Regions from separate parts of the Gossypium hirsutum genome. Here region 1 is linked to region 2. The links are chromatin contacts, called in public Hi-C maps. All regions are on one chromosome and are shown on one strand. Each heading gives the region's core, a stretch centred on a gene start, on an enhancer-like site or on the middle of the called end of the contact. The rest is flanking DNA. Distances are from core to core; before and after follow the strand shown.

Region 1 (4,869 bases), core at 619-3,118, 150 kb after region 2:
AATCTACTTTTTTTTTGGTTTGTTTGTTTCCAGGATTGATTAACAAAAAGTGAGCTTCCCTTTCTTGACTTGACATTGCACAATTACATGAGTAATTTTTGTAGCACCATCCATGAATTTTCTTTTAATTTAATTTTTTAAGTCAAATTCACATTACTTTTTTTTATATATAAATTTAAAGTACTTTACCATTATTTTTTAACTAGTCAACTAAACCACCAATGTTATAGTAAAGGATTTACGGTCATCTAGATAAAAATGGACACCTGTAAAATATTATAAATTAATATAGTGAAATTATAGTTTGATTTCTTCAAAATAATAATAATAATATTTCAATTCTCATATAAATAAATAAATTAAAATTTGATATATAAAAAAATTATACTTTAACTTTCTAACAAAGTAAAATAATTATATTTAATCTTTAAAAAAATATGAAATTATAAATTTATAATGTTTCTAAAAATGGGCAAATGACCAAAAAAAGCTTTTTTTTTCAAAAATTACTGAAATGGGCCAATTATCTAATTATTTATCGGAATGGTCCATTTTTCGCGAAATCGCGTCCACGTCAGCGCGATGTCAGGGTACGCGCCAGGAAATCGCGTCCACGTCAGCGCGATTAGCTGACGTGGACACAAATCGCGCCCTCTAGGACGCGATTTGTTAACGTGGCATCAGTTTATGTTTTTTAGCTTGGAAAACTTTGAAAGGCCATAACTTTTTGCTCGGTTGTCTCATTGAGACGATTTTTTTTATTTTGAATAACTTTTCGAGATCTACACGCTGACAAACAGCCGAAGGCGGTTTGCCGCACTTTTCATCGAAAAAGATCATTTTTTGCCCCTAAATTTTGATTTTTTCGGTTTAAAATTGAATTTTGAAACATTCAAATAATTATTTTCCTTATTTATTTGGAGTAAACATCGGATTTTTTTTACAGAATTGTTGTATTATTTTTTCTGATTTGACACGTTTATGGAATAGGTCCGATAAATTGTTAAAACGTAGGTAATATAATTAAGATAATAACAGTATTTTAATAATATGTCAATTAATTAGTTTAGTTTAGTTGGTTAATATGCTTGCTCTTTTCCTTTAGTACCTTGGTTCAAATCTTGTTGGAAACAATTTTGAATTTTTTTTGTACTTGTTGCTATTGATCTAATATAGAAGAGTTAATTGATTCAAAAAAAAATGTTACCAACAAGATTTGAACCAAGGTACTAAGGGAAATGAGCATGCTATTAACCAACTAAACTAAACTAATTAATTGACATATTATTAAAATACTGTTATTATCTTAATTATATTACCTACGTTCTAACAATTTATCGAACCTATTCCATACACGTGTCAAATCAGAAAAAATAATACAACAATTCTGTAAAAAAATCCGGTGTTTACTCCAAATAAATAAGGAAAATAATGATTTGAATGTTTCAAAATTCAATTTTAAACCCAAAAAATCAAAATTTAGGGGCAAAAAAGGATCTTTTTCGATGAAAACTGTGGCAAACCGCCTTTGGCTGTTTGTTAGCGCGTAGATCTCGAAAAGTTATTCGAAATAAAAAAAATCGTCTCAATCGGACAATCGAGCGAAAAGTTATGGCCTTTCAAAGTTTTCCAAGCTAAAAAACATAACCTGATGCCACGTCAGCAAATCGCGTCCTAGAGGGCGCGATTTGTGTCCACGTCAGCAAATCGCGCTGACGTGGACGTGATTTCCTGGCGCGTACCCTAACATCGCACTGACGTGGATACGATTTCGCGGAAAATAGACCATTCCGATAAATAATTAGATAATTAGCTCATTTTGGTAATTTTTGAAAAAAAAAGGGTTTTTTTTGGTCATTTGCCCTCTAAAAATATCAGATTTATTATTAATTCATTATAAAAATGAATAATGCGAATACATATTATGTAAGCATATACCGTTATTATATGTATGTATGTATAAAAAAAAGGAACACTTTTACCTTAGCACACCCTTGAGTACTCTACACTGAGAGGTAGTGCTTTAATATAAATTCAATTATTGATCCATTACACATCCACTAAAAATTTTGTTTTATATAAATATCAATTACACTAACCTCAACACCGCAGCACGTTCATTTCATTATACAAAAAAAGCAGATAGATAGGTTGAACTCCCTTTTTCTCCCCTTAGAACCAAACTTTCACCGACCTTCACTTTCTGCCTACCATGACGGCCAAGGATTGCGGCAACCATGGAAAAGGCCGGCGGCAGCGCATCCGAAGGCTCTTCGGTTGCCTTCTAGTCTTCCTCCTTATCGTTCTCATCACAATCCTTATCATATGGGCAATCCTCCGCCCCGCAAAACCCCGCTTCATCCTCCAAGACACCACCGTCTATGCTTTCAACGCCTCCACTCCCAATTTCCTCACTTCTAATTTCCAAGTCACCGTATCCACGCGAAACCCCAATGACAGAATCGGGATTTACTACGACAGGCTCGTCATCTACGCCACCTACAGGAACCAACAAACCACCCTTAGGACAGCTCTCCCTCCAACATACCAGGGTCATAATGAGATCAATGTTTGGTCCCCTTTCATCTACGGGAACATGGTCCCTATAGCTCCCGATTTCTCCGTCGCTTTGAAGTCCGAACAAGCTGCCGGAACGATCTTCATGGTGATCAAGATTGATGGACGGGTGAGATGGAAAGTTGGGACTTTCGTTTCAGGCAGGTATCATCTCAACGTTAGGTGTCCGGCTTATATCACTTTCGGGAGCAAAAACAACGGCGTTTCTGTCGGAGAAAACGCTGTTAAGTACCAGCTCGTCACCAGATGCAGCGTCAGTGTGTGAGAGAGCACTCATCAATATCAACAAAGAAGAAGACCAGGCAACTAACGCCGTTTAATCTATATTAAATCTCTCTCTCAGTTTCTTACTTCACGCCGTTAGTATATTTTATTTATTTTCTTTATAAGGGGAGGAGGAAATTGTACATTTTGCTATAGAATAAATGAAAAATGGAAAATTGAAAGCTAAAGCAAAATCTACAATTAAAGAGAAATTGTTTTCCATATCTAAATAAAATGAAATAGTGACATCAAGAAGAAATAATTTTCCGTAGCTTGTAGAATCGCAATTAGTGGAGGTTGTGCTGTCTGTTTCTTCACCTACAAATTGGCTTCTTTTCAAAACATTGGATCTTTAAATTTTATTTTTCCTAAGAAGAAATAGGAATATTTTCTACCTTAATTAGGGTGTCGCTTGTAATTTTTAGATATATAATTTAGTAAAAGCACTGTCGGTAACATGTTTGGGACATTGGGAAGGATAGGGTGTTTTGGCACATGGAAATGGAATTAGTGGTCCTTTTCACTCAACCTAATTATAATTGCGTGTTAGAAAAGGACCTTTTGTAATTTGTCTACTCTCAAAATCAGTCCTTATCCTAACTTTAATTTATTCATTTTTCCAATCCCACCCTTCAGGCCTATACTGTAGCACTACTTAAATAAGTCATAAATATTCTATTTTAACAACATTTTCAATGCTTTTTCTTGCTTGTTTCATTTTATTTCACAATTACTCTCTTGTATTAAGAGTGAGGTGGGGGGTTTTATTTGCATGTTGCCCATTTTTTATGAATCAACACTCCAGCCATGTGTGAGTTGAAATAATTATAAAATACAGGTAGAGAGGAATTTAAGATCCATCACATGCACTTCTCTTACACATTTGGGAATTTCTTATATGTCCTTCCATTTTTCTACATGCATACCATGTTTTATTTTCTATTAATAATTTTTAATTAACATTATATATACTTATCACCAATCAATCAAACAAATATTAAGTTGAAAAATAACTAAAATCTTATTTTTTTTATAGAATAACACATTAATATAAAAATATTTTTATTTTTATAAAATATTATTTTATTGAAATTTCAACTTAAAGAAACTTCAATTTCTAAAGCTTCAACATAACTATTCCATCCAAAGCAACACCACTTAATTTTTGTATAATTTTAACATATATAGTTTGTAATATAATCTACATGTATAAGATGTATATAATATATATGATTTTTGGCTTTGAACTTATAATATATATTATACAAACATAAAAACAAATCACGAGTTTTGATAGGTTGTCCTTCAAATTTGTGATTAGAAATTCGATTCCAATAAATTAATAATATTACGGGCGGAGTGAAGATAGCGTTTCCCCATCCATATTTTAAGAAAAAAAGCAACTCACTCTTGACACCTAGGCGGCTAGACCAGGCAACGACGAAGTGACCAACCCTTATTCCATAGATTAGACTGGGCTTGCCTGGACTTTTCTCCAACCGTTTTCTACACTTCAACACCAAATTCCAATCTCATATTAAATCTAAGTTAAGGGGTATTTTCAATTTTTAAAATTTATATATGAATTGTAAAAATATATAAATTTAAAAAATCTAAAATTATAAAAATTAAAATAAAAAACAGAAAAAATTGCATGTGACACACATGTCATTGATTGGTTACTAAATCCCGATCATTGGTCAAGACCAATTAATGATGATCAAAGTCGATCAATAATGATCAATATCGATTATTTTTTTTGTATGTTGCAATTAATTTTATCTTTTTTATTGTATGTAAATGCTTTATATGCATTTTTAATTTTTTTAATTATTATTTTTTTTAAAATTTATATACTTTCTTATTTTTGTAACTTATTATTTTAAATGATTTTTCATTTTTATAGTCTTTAAATTTTTTATACATTGAAATAATTTTTAATATATTTTTAATTTTTTTAGTTTTATTTTTTAAATGTTTACTAAGGTTGCAACCACATTCAGTTGATGGTGTGTCATGTGTGCCATA
Region 2 (4,476 bases), core at 470-2,969:
AGATATTATTTACTTCCTATCTCTAATAAAGAAAATCTTTTTTTTTCTTTTTTATATTTTCATTACTTACCCATAACTATGTTTTCAACATTTATTGTAAATTTATGCCACTTACCTTAATTATAAATGTTGAACTAAACAATATAAACATCCAAGTTCAAAAAAAAAAAAATGGTACACAGCAAATTATTCACCAAATTTCAAAACCTCAAATCCAATTTCTGTTTATTACCAGTACCATGGATCTCCGTATTATAAGACATCCAATAAGGGGATGTCTATTGTTTCATATCTTGTCATAAGTTTTATTTTTATTTTTTAAAAATAAAGACTTAATTGTTAATGTCCTTTTATTTTCATATGTATCACTGGCAAAATATCTCTTTAAAAATACACCCCACTTCATTTTTTAAAATATAATTATTTCAGGATTGATATTGAGATTGCCCTCCCCAGTCCCCACCATCCTCAACCAAAACATGTTGAATTGGATATATTCGTACAGGACACCCACCAAGTTTATTTTTAAAAAGTTTTAATTTAGACGATTGGCTATGTCTTTTAGATAATTTTATTTTGATTGATTATTGTATTTTAATTATTTATTTGCGATTGTTTTGAAGGAAAAAAAAATTAAAAGGGCTTCCATCGTGAAATGAATGTGGCAGCCAAAAAAACAAAAGGATATAATTTTGTTTAAGGCCCCTCAATTTTTTAATTGTTTTCTAATTTAATACCTAATTTTAGGTTTCAATTTAATTGCTTTAATCCCTCAAGCATGTTTTAATTTGTGCAATTATATCCTTACATTTGTTCAATTGAGCCCCTAGGTGCATTAATGGTTTTATACAATTTGGGAAGTTGTAAACTTGTTACATATTACATTTTATTAATGCAAAATTGTTAAAATAAGACCCGTACAATTTTATTTCCATATTATCGAAATTGAACAAGAATGTTACATACTACATTTTACTAGTGTAATATATATTTTTCATGGTTTGACTAATATTAATTTTTTTTCCTTTGCAAAATTTTGCACTCTTTTTTGTTTTTATAAATCTGTAGGTTTGCATCTAATTCTTCTTTTAACTTTTCTAACTAATATATTAAAAATAATATATTAGGTAAATATATTTTTTATTATTGGTTTATCTCAAATGATTATTAATTCATTATTTTTAGATTTAATAAATAATATCCATAATGTTAATGGACTACTTCTCAAAATGTAATTTTATATTTTTATAAAACGCAACAACTTAAACTTGAAAAATTATATTTACTTTATATCTAATTTCTTTTAGATCTAATTGGTACCGAATATTGAAAATTGTAAATCAAATTTATATCTATTTTAAGTACTTGACTAGCTCTATTAACTTTTACAATTTCAACCTATATCATACCACTTGTCTTTTGGTAGCCAAAAATTGTTTTCTTGAACCAAGGAAGGTACGAAATGGTGTAAAATTTCTTTAACCAAATGAGATTTAACTACTAAACAAACAAATAATAGAGAAATGGAATAAAAATAAAGGAAACCACTGATGAGGAAAATGGGCTTAAATTTTGAAAAGAGAGGCAATAGAGAGCAACTTGGAGAGGTAGGGTTTTAAAAGAGGGTTAAGGGAAATGTAGATACACGTTGGAAGAGAACTCAAAAGGGATCCCCAAAAGAAAATGCCCATTTTGGTGACTTTTTGATGCTGAAAGAATGGCCTTCAAACATGATAGGCTTCGGATGGGCCACTTGCATTCTACCATTTAAGCATGATAGCCACTACCACCGTCAAACTGGCCCAAGAAAAAACCGACGATGATGACTTTTGGCGCCGGCAACAAAATATGGGATTGGAGAAAATAAAATCAAGAAGAAAGATTTTATTAATTAAAAATAAATTCTTTATTTAATTAAAAAAGGTTTAAGGTATAAAAAGCTCTCAATTTTTTCAGAAAAAGCAATTAAGCCCTTATTTTCTTGTTCACTCAATTAGGTACTTAAACTTTTAAAATGCATAAAAAATACCCTCAAACTTTAAAAAAAAAGCAATTAAGCCCCTATTTTTTTTTTGCACTCAATTGAGTATTTGAACTGTCAAAATGCATCAAAAAGTTCCTTTGACCGTTAACTTTACAGTTGATTGTTAAAGTTAACCACCCCTAATTTTTTTTTAGTTAAAGCCACTACGTGTCACAACTACAGCGTGACATGTGACAAAAAATTATAAATCAATAAAAGTTATAAAAATTATTAAATTTTAATAGAAAATATAAAAATATTAAAAATTAGAAAAAATAAGAAAAATATTATAAAATATTATAAAGTCGTAATAAAATTATAAAAATATAAAGAAATATAAAATTCGTAAAAAAAATTATAAAAATTATTGTACCAGAAGAAACATTTTATAATTTTCTATAACTTTTATTGATTTTTACTTTTATTATTTTTTGTCACATGTCACGTTGTGTTGCGACAAGTGATGGCTTTAACTAAAAAAAAATTGGGAGTCATTAACTTTAATGGTCAACGTTGAAAGTTAATGGTTAAAGGTAATTTTTTATGCATTTTATAATTTTTTATGATTTTTATGAAAATTTATAATTTTTATAATTTTTTTATGATTTCTATATTTTACAAAGTTAATGGTAAATTTTACCACTAAGTTGTAACACCCTTTACCTAACCAAACTGTCAAGTCTAGGTATCGGATGCTGCATTAACTAGATTTACCTAATAATTTTTTCTAATTCTAATTTAGGTACATACTTTAATGACTTAAATTTGAAAATCTAACTGAAATTTCAACTCTTATTAACTGGCAATGAATCTCTAAGACTTTAAGTCTAACGGATGTTTACAAACTTGGATAGTGGTTCAATAACATATATAGGCAACTTAAACCCTGAAGCAAGGCCTCTACGGGTGCCCCTCTATACATATGCACAGCGGCTACTCTTTGCTTAGCTCCTAGTAAAGTTTGTGTAACGACCTGATACTCAGGGTGTTGGATCGCCGGCACCCCTACGGCGCAGCGGAAAAATTTAATAATCGGCGACCCTAACCACGGATCCATGTGTGAGGGACGAATCGGGGTGAAAAGGGTTACGAAATTACCTAATGTTTGTTCTGAGTAGACAACAACTTCTCAACAATGTGTAGTCTGATCTACAATCGAACCAAGCCGCAATCTATTGAGACTCCGACCTCTACGTAATCCACCCAGTTGACTACGAATGGAAGAAATCCCCAAAACAGTTTTGAAAGTAATTTTTCTTTGACGGCTACTAGACCAAAAACAAAGAAAAACGGGATTCTTATATCCTATTATTTTAGGGTTTTTAGGAATTAAATAAATATAATAATATTTTAAACCGAAAATTATAATTACATTAATTATAATATAATTTCGGTAAACCATATATTTATTTGAATTCATATGCTAACCAAATTCATGTCCTCATTAAGCGTACAACAAACTTGAACATAATGTGTTGGAAATTTGATTATCGAATTAAATTAATTCTATAATTAATTTAATTCAAGCGAAACCCAAAAATAATACCAACTATGGTTTATTCCGTTCATTTCAACTATAGGATGTGACCCTGTAGGTTCCTGTAACGTTAGCAGTAATACTAGAACGATTCCAATGTTACAAACAATGAGTGGCATCTAGCAATGCATCATTGCTACCTAAGTCACAAGAGATCATGATTCGACATAACCTTTTTTTTTATGATTAACCTTTTATGCAATAATCCTTAAGTCTTTTATCTCTGGATTGGACACAAGTCATGGAATAGTCACACTTGTATAGTCCATTACATGTTCCTTGATACCTTAAGCAGACTACAATATACAAATAAGTATGACATCTCATATCAACTTATTTGAGCATGGCCATACATTTCTAGTCTCACTTAATCAAGTGGCCCAACATATTACTCCCATTATGTAGGAGGGACTTATTCTATATCGACCAACCATATCCCTCTACATCGATTGTGGTATATCCAACATCAGCCTTTATAGAACAACCAGTTACGGTGTACGTTTGACTGGATCAAAATATACTACTCACGATGTTGGGATTATGATGATCTCAAGTCTGAGGATCATATACATATTAATCACTATGAGTAATGTCGTGACAATTACATAATAATCCAAGAAACATACTCATAATGGGTCAATCTAATATGTTGTTCTCTAACACACATATTCATGCATCAATTCTGACATTCCATATCAATGATAACTCTTTATCATCAATCAACTACATGTTAGTCTTAATGCATTATCTTTTTCCTATCTAACAATAATAGTTGTGACAGCCCAAAATTGACCCTAGTCGGGAAGTGGTTTCGGGACCACTAAACCGAGTCGTAAAAATTATTAACCGTCATAATTGATGCTCATTATATGTACATGTGCATGTGTGAAAATTTCGTGTTTGAATTTTGTTAATT

What was found. Hi-C and Micro-C count contacts between places; a contact is called where the count stands out from the background.
Region 1: a contact with region 2 is called in a Hi-C map of leaf, with 4 times the contacts expected there. The contact joins the promoter of LOC107899420 here to the enhancer-like site in region 2. A contact is called at or near these places in 2 of 34 Hi-C or Micro-C datasets (both in leaf).

The regions. Positions count from the first base shown.
Region 1 is chrD04:33,170,700-33,175,568 of Gossypium_hirsutum_v2.1, forward strand. It overlaps LOC107899420 (NDR1/HIN1-like protein 1), which reads left to right and starts at 1,869. Exons shown (of 1, transcript XM_016825131.2): 1 at 1,869-3,112. The coding sequence starts at 2,213. The coding sequence ends at 2,842.
Region 2 is chrD04:33,016,637-33,021,112 of Gossypium_hirsutum_v2.1, forward strand. No RefSeq gene overlaps it. Among protein-coding and RNA genes, the nearest start is that of LOC107898424, 3.5 kb to the left of the region's middle. Within about 2 kb of position 1,720, at least 2 of the 9 cell types and tissues checked have an H3K27ac peak or open chromatin away from gene starts, as enhancers often do. A contact at or near this core is called in leaf, where this site is marked.